2 separate regions of the Sus scrofa genome follow, and region 1 is linked to region 2. A link is a contact called in public Hi-C data. All regions are on one chromosome and are shown on one strand. Each heading gives the region's core, a stretch centred on a gene start, on an enhancer-like site or on the middle of the called end of the contact. The rest is flanking DNA. Distances are from core to core; before and after follow the strand shown.

Region 1 (2,700 bases), core at 41-2,540, 42 kb after region 2:
TTTATTCCTATTGCCTGCTCTGCCGCCCTCCTTTGGTTTATGGCTGTCTAATTTGGTTTTTGGCATCATTTTATTTTTAGTATTTCTCTGTCATTTGATTTCAGGTTTGTGTTTTCTGAGCAGATCACTGTAATTTTGCTTTTTAATCTAGTCCAAGAGGTTTTCCCCCCCAGTTTTATTCATTTATATTTATTGACATAAGTATCATATCCTATTTGCTCTCATTTCTAGTTTTTTGTTTGTTTTTGTGTCCTTATTTGCTTTTTTCCCATTTACAGTTTTCTTTAGCAAATGTCAAGAAAATACTTGGAAACTATGCTTCAAACCCATCCTTCACTTATTTACTTTGACTCTCTTGAAATTCCACTTTAACAAAACAGGAAGCAGATAAAGCCCAAGACCAAAGGGAGATGTTAAGATAAAATAAAACAAAGAAAGGGAAAACAGAAGCTCCTAGAAATAGGGCTTCCGGCAGCTACAGCCCAGAGACTGCACTTTATTTGAAGTGTCACAGGCTTTGCTAAGTGTGGGGCCCATGGAGCAGCCCAAGAAAGGGAGCAGCACTTGCAGTTCTGACAAAGACCAGGCCCCGCAGGGCTGGGCAGCACATCCCAGTGTGGAGCCTCCAGGCGAGGTCATCTGCTTTGTCTTCTGAAAAGACAGACCTGGAAACAAACACCAGCTCAGCACCTCTGGATCCCAACTCGGAAAATCCAGCTCTGAAGACTGCGCTCTAATAAGCTGCCCTCATGCCCTGTTGGGAATTTCCAGGGCCTTGGCTTCTATGTGCAGGACGAGGGTGATGACAGGCACAGGGCAGAGGGACAGACACTCAGCTATGGATTTCCTGTCGAAAATCCCCTTCCTGACACTGGGGCGACAGCTTTGAATTAGCGGGACTTATTCTGAACAGTGTGCTTCCCTTTTCCTAGACAAGCCCCTGCCTCCATCCTTGGAAAGTTCAGGGACTTCGCACCCAGGCGGGTAGAAGGACAAAACCAAGCTTTTTGAAAACTGCAGGTTTAGGGAGGAAATAACTCAGTTTTACAGGACCAGAAAGTTGGGGAAATGTTCAAAAGAAACCCCCGTAGCCACCTCTGACCAGCTCTCTGAAGACCAGATGCCACCTCCCCAACAAAACGCCTCCCCAGGAAAACAGTCTGGCTGTTCCTCAAAAAGTAACCATAAAATTACCATATAACCTGACAATTCCACTCCTTGGTATATGCTCCAGAGAATTAAAAGGCATGTCCACACAGAAACTTGTGCAAGAACGTTCCGTCAACTGACGAGCAAATAAACAAAGTGTGGTAATAACCACGTAACAGAGTATTATGCAACCCTAAAAAGGAATAACCGCTGCATTATGGGTCAACACTGAAGGCGGTATGCTCAGTGAAAGAGGCCAGATATAAACGGCCGCATAGCGTCAGATTCCACTTCTATGAAAGGTCCAGCACAGGCCAGTCCATAGACGTGCAAAGTAGATTAGTGGCTGCCAGGGGCTGGGGGAGAAGTTGGGGCCATATCTGAGCGTGGCGGGCTTGGGGGTGGGTGATGAAAGACTTCTAAAATTGGATTTGGTGATGATTGCGCAACACTGAATATACCAAAACCACTGACATACGCAATTGAAAAGGGCGAATTTTATGTTACAGAACTGTATCTCAATAGGCTGCTTTTTAAAAACCATAAGATTAATTCTAAATAAGGTAGAATTGTCAATGCATTTAAATACTCCATTTCCCAGGCAGTCTAGTAAACTGATATTTTACTGTCCTTACCTAAGGATAGTGTTTGTTTCCAATATGCATTTTTGATCCAACAGGAACTGAAACTGAAATTTAGCACGGCCACATCCTGGACCCCAAAAGTGAAATGTAGGAGAGGCCTCAGCACACAAAGTAGGAAAAGAAAAGCGTGAGAAGTAGTGACAGGGAGACGGCAAGGCCATCCTGGTTTCCTGGTGCCACAGGCAGCTTGGGTCCCAAAGGATGCTGGTCCACACCTCAGCTGGGCCAGCGCCCCCCCCCCCCATTATCACACAAGGACAGCTGTAAATGCACATGAGTCAGCACCCAAAACTGTGTCCACAGGATATATCTGACCAGATGATGCAGCAAAACTATTTTACATGCTTCTTAGGCTAATAGCTGGAAACAAATTATGCAGAGTAACACGGGAGGTTAAAGACTTCTGAATTGGATTTTCTTCTCTGATTCTTCTCACTCTACCATATTTTTGCTGTTGTGGATTTGTTTACAATTCTCAGGTGTATTTGTGTAATTTGCCCTAAAATCTGGGATTGTTACTTTAACAAATACCTAAATAAATCAGATTAAAACTCTTCAGTGTGATGAAATTCCAACCTGACCCCAAACACATCCCCTAAGATGGAGGTGTCAGTAGGTTTTGTGTGCAGTGATCACTACTCTGCTGAGAGGGTCTCAGAATCTGCTCACCTTCTCTGCCACACCCAGGTAAGGCCATGCTTAAACTGTTCTACAGCAACAAACAGTTATCACACTGAACCCAGTTCTTAACACAGTTAAGGCCTCAAAAAAAAAAAAAAAAAAAAAAAGTTAAAAGACTCACTCATTTACCAACAAACTCTGTGTATGGGCCAGGCCCTGGGACCCAGTCAAGGCAGACTGACGCGCTCCTCGGAGCTGGGCCTCCGTAGCATCACAGTACCTAATG
Region 2 (2,994 bases), core at 164-2,663:
GGGAGTTCAGCGGGCAAGACAGACCCTGGGGACAGGCAACACTCTGAGTCCCGAAAAGCCCTCTCCAACAGGAGCTGGCCCCTCATCCGTGAGAGGACACACTTGTGGCATTAATGTGTAGCAGACACTCCAGGCGCTGATCTTGCTCTGGGGTGAAAAAGTCTTATATCTCCAAGATAAAACAGGACCACCAGGAGAAGGTGACACTCTCTAGATAAACCCAGGAAGTCCAGACATAGCCTTCCAGCTGCACTTCCCTCCCCCAGCTCTTGGGTCCAGTGAGAAAGGCAGGCTGCTCCAGGGACACGACCTGAATGGCAGGCCGGGTGGCCAAAAGCTTCCGCGGCCAGTTCTCAATGGAAGGGGGGAGGGGTGGCTCCTGTGGCTCGCTGCCCTGAGGGAGCCCTGGGCCAGGGCGCTCCACATATTCACACACAGACATACACACACAATCACTCAGGAACACACATATGCACACACAATCCACCTACACAGTCGTGTGCACACCCAGGCACCAGTCAGCAGCCTGCCTCTGCCCCTCGCCCCGGGGCAACATGTGAAAGAGCTCACACGTTCCCAGCAAAGCAAGTTTCTGGGCGCTGCACTGAGCGGAGGTGCGGAACCCCGAGGTGGGTGTTTGGGGCACTAGAAATGTACGCATCCGGAGAGTCCCCACACGCGTGCGCGCGCTCATGCACACGCAGACACACTCCCAGCAGGGATGGGACCCGGGTCCAGCCGCACCTCTCCCTGGTGCAGGCGACCCCACCTGCGGGGACTAGGGGCCGCTCGCGGCGCGGAGGCACCGCGGGGAGCTGCGTCCCCCGAGCTCGGCCCGGCCAGTCCCGCGGAAGGTGGGGAAGGGGCTGCGGTCTCCCAGGAGATGGCGAAGGGGCACTCGGTCCGGCATCTCCCGAAGGTGGGGAGAGAGTTGAGGCCAGAGGTCTCCGGGAAGGTGGGGAGGAAGCCTTGGCCGGGCATCTCCCGAAGGTGGGGAGGAGGTAGCGGCCGGAGGTCTTGGAGGAGGTAGGGAGGGGTCAAGGCTGGGGATCTCCTGGGAGGTGGAGAGGGGAGCGCAAATGAGGAGCGCGCGTCGCCGGGAGGCGCCAGGGCCGCGGCCCTCAGCGAAGGGGTCGGGAGTCTGAGAGCGCCCGCCGATAGCCCCCTGGAAGGCCACGACGCCTCTGCCGGCTCCCGGGAGCTCACCGATCTTGATCTTCACGCTCTGGAAGACTCGGAGCCCCTCTTCCTCCACCGCCATGCTGGGTCGGCCCGGAATTCGTGCGCCGAGCCCCGCCGAGCAGCAGGAGCCAGAGCGGCGGCGCAGTCCCCGCGCTCTGCGCGCGTCTCGTCGACCGCGGGTCGGCCGCGCCTCTGTCCCCTGGCTCCGCCCACGCACCCGACCATTGGCCGAGAGCGCGAGCGTGGGCGGTGAGGCTCCGCCCACGGCCCTGCCCAGTTGCCTTGTGCCTGAGGTCCGCAAAGGGGCAGGAGCGAGACGGCTCCGCCCACATCCCAGCCCCAGATCCCCATTGGCCGAACCCCGCAAGGGGGCGTGGTCGGTATCAGAGAAGGGTTGGAAGGTACCACGCCGGGGTGGTTCACCCAGCAGGGAGGATCCCACAAGGGTTGCTGGAGGAACTGGGCCGAGGGGCGCTGGGGGGTACTGGGCGTGGGGAGGGCGCCAGGAGGGGACCGGTCAGCTGTCGCTGGCTCGGGGAGCGGGGGGCGGTGGCGAGGGCCGGGCGGAAGGGGGGGCGGGGACCGGGAGGGCGGGGCGTGGAGGACTAGGGTTGCAAAGAAGGTGGCGGGGGCTAGGCGAGGGGAGGCAGAATCTGGCGGGAGGACGCGGGAATAGGGAGATGTGCACATGATTTTAAGAAACTCAGACCTAAAGGAATCAAGGAAAAGAATTCTCTGGCCCAGCTCGGCCCCCTCAGAGCAAGTCCGCACTTGCGGACCAGCTGCTGGAGACCTGGCCTCTGGAGGAACAAGGGTTCCACTGAGGTTGCTGATTAGGCTCCGCAGATGTCCATTCCCTTCTGATGCCTTCCTGTCCCTCTACCGTGCCCTGGTCTCCCGCCACCTGGCTCTGAGTCTTTCAGGCCACGTGCACTCCTGTCTGCCCTTGCTGATCCCCATGCTACCATCCTCCCCTTATTTTCTGTCTCCTGACTTCCTGTCCACTTATCTCTCCTCTGACTTAGGAGTGCCCAACATCACACACACAGACTTACACACACACACACCAGAATACAAGCTTAATAAAGAGAGAGGCCTGTTTTTCTCACTGTTTTACCTCACTTCCTTAAAAAAAAAAAAAAAATGCTTAGGTACCTGTTGAAAAAGATTACTGACCATTCTTACCCTCCTTCCAGGTCCTCAATCAGCTGCTTGAGGCAACCTTCTCAGGACTGTCAGAGGAGGTGTTTACTCATGGTTTACTGAAGAGGCTGGGGTCAAGCCCCCAGTGTTGCTGCCTCAGGACCCCAGCAGGCTCCTGTAGTTGTGTGGCCACCCAGAGCCCACCCTCCTCCTAGCCAAGACTTGGCCTCCATCAGGGTAACTGAAAAGTAACCCCAGTTCCTGACCTTCTCAGAGGACCAGCTGAAACCCCAGTAGCAGCTGCATTGTTGCCAAGTGGCTCCTCTGTCCCCATCTTCCCCCCATTCTCTCACAGACTTTCCCTCCCAAACACTTCCAACCAGGTCCTGCACATGGATTTCCTCTTTGGAGTCTGTTTCCAAGGGAACCGCTGTAAGGCATCTGGGGCCAGGAGTGTCCAAGGAGTGGCCTCTATGATGGGGTTTGAGAGCCAGATGCTAAATGACAGCTGGCAGCCCTGCCCTGCTGCAGCAGTGCTGAGTTGCCAGGAGGCCTGCTGAGGGGGACACGGTGGGGTGCAGTGTCTCAGGTATTGGAGAAGTTGGAAAAAGCAGGAATCATCTGGACTGTGGAATTAGGTGGTTCTCGTAGAAATCAATGGAATGAAAA

Evidence for each region. Hi-C and Micro-C count contacts between places; a contact is called where the count stands out from the background.
Region 1: a contact with region 2 is called in a Hi-C map of alveolar macrophages, with 2.4 times the contacts expected there. The contact joins the enhancer-like site here to the promoter of RASA3 in region 2. A contact is called at or near these places in 9 of 47 Hi-C or Micro-C datasets (alveolar macrophages, blood, embryonic fibroblasts and 3 more) and 1 of 2 datasets of contacts at active chromatin or transcription factors (alveolar macrophages).

Annotation. Positions count from the first base shown.
Region 1 is chr11:79,068,506-79,071,205 of Sscrofa11.1, forward strand. It overlaps LOC100519511, which reads left to right. Exons shown (of 5, transcript XM_005653842.3): 5 at 279-2,347. The coding sequence ends at 288. Among named protein-coding and RNA genes, the nearest start is that of CDC16, 14 kb to the right of the region's middle. Within about 2 kb of position 1,291, at least 20 of the 83 cell types and tissues checked have an H3K27ac peak or open chromatin away from gene starts, as enhancers often do. A contact at or near this core is called in alveolar macrophages, where this site is marked.
Region 2 is chr11:79,026,578-79,029,571 of Sscrofa11.1, forward strand. It overlaps RASA3 (ras GTPase-activating protein 3), which reads right to left and starts at 1,414. Exons shown (of 24, transcript XM_003131110.5): 1 at 1,207-1,414. The coding sequence starts at 1,261.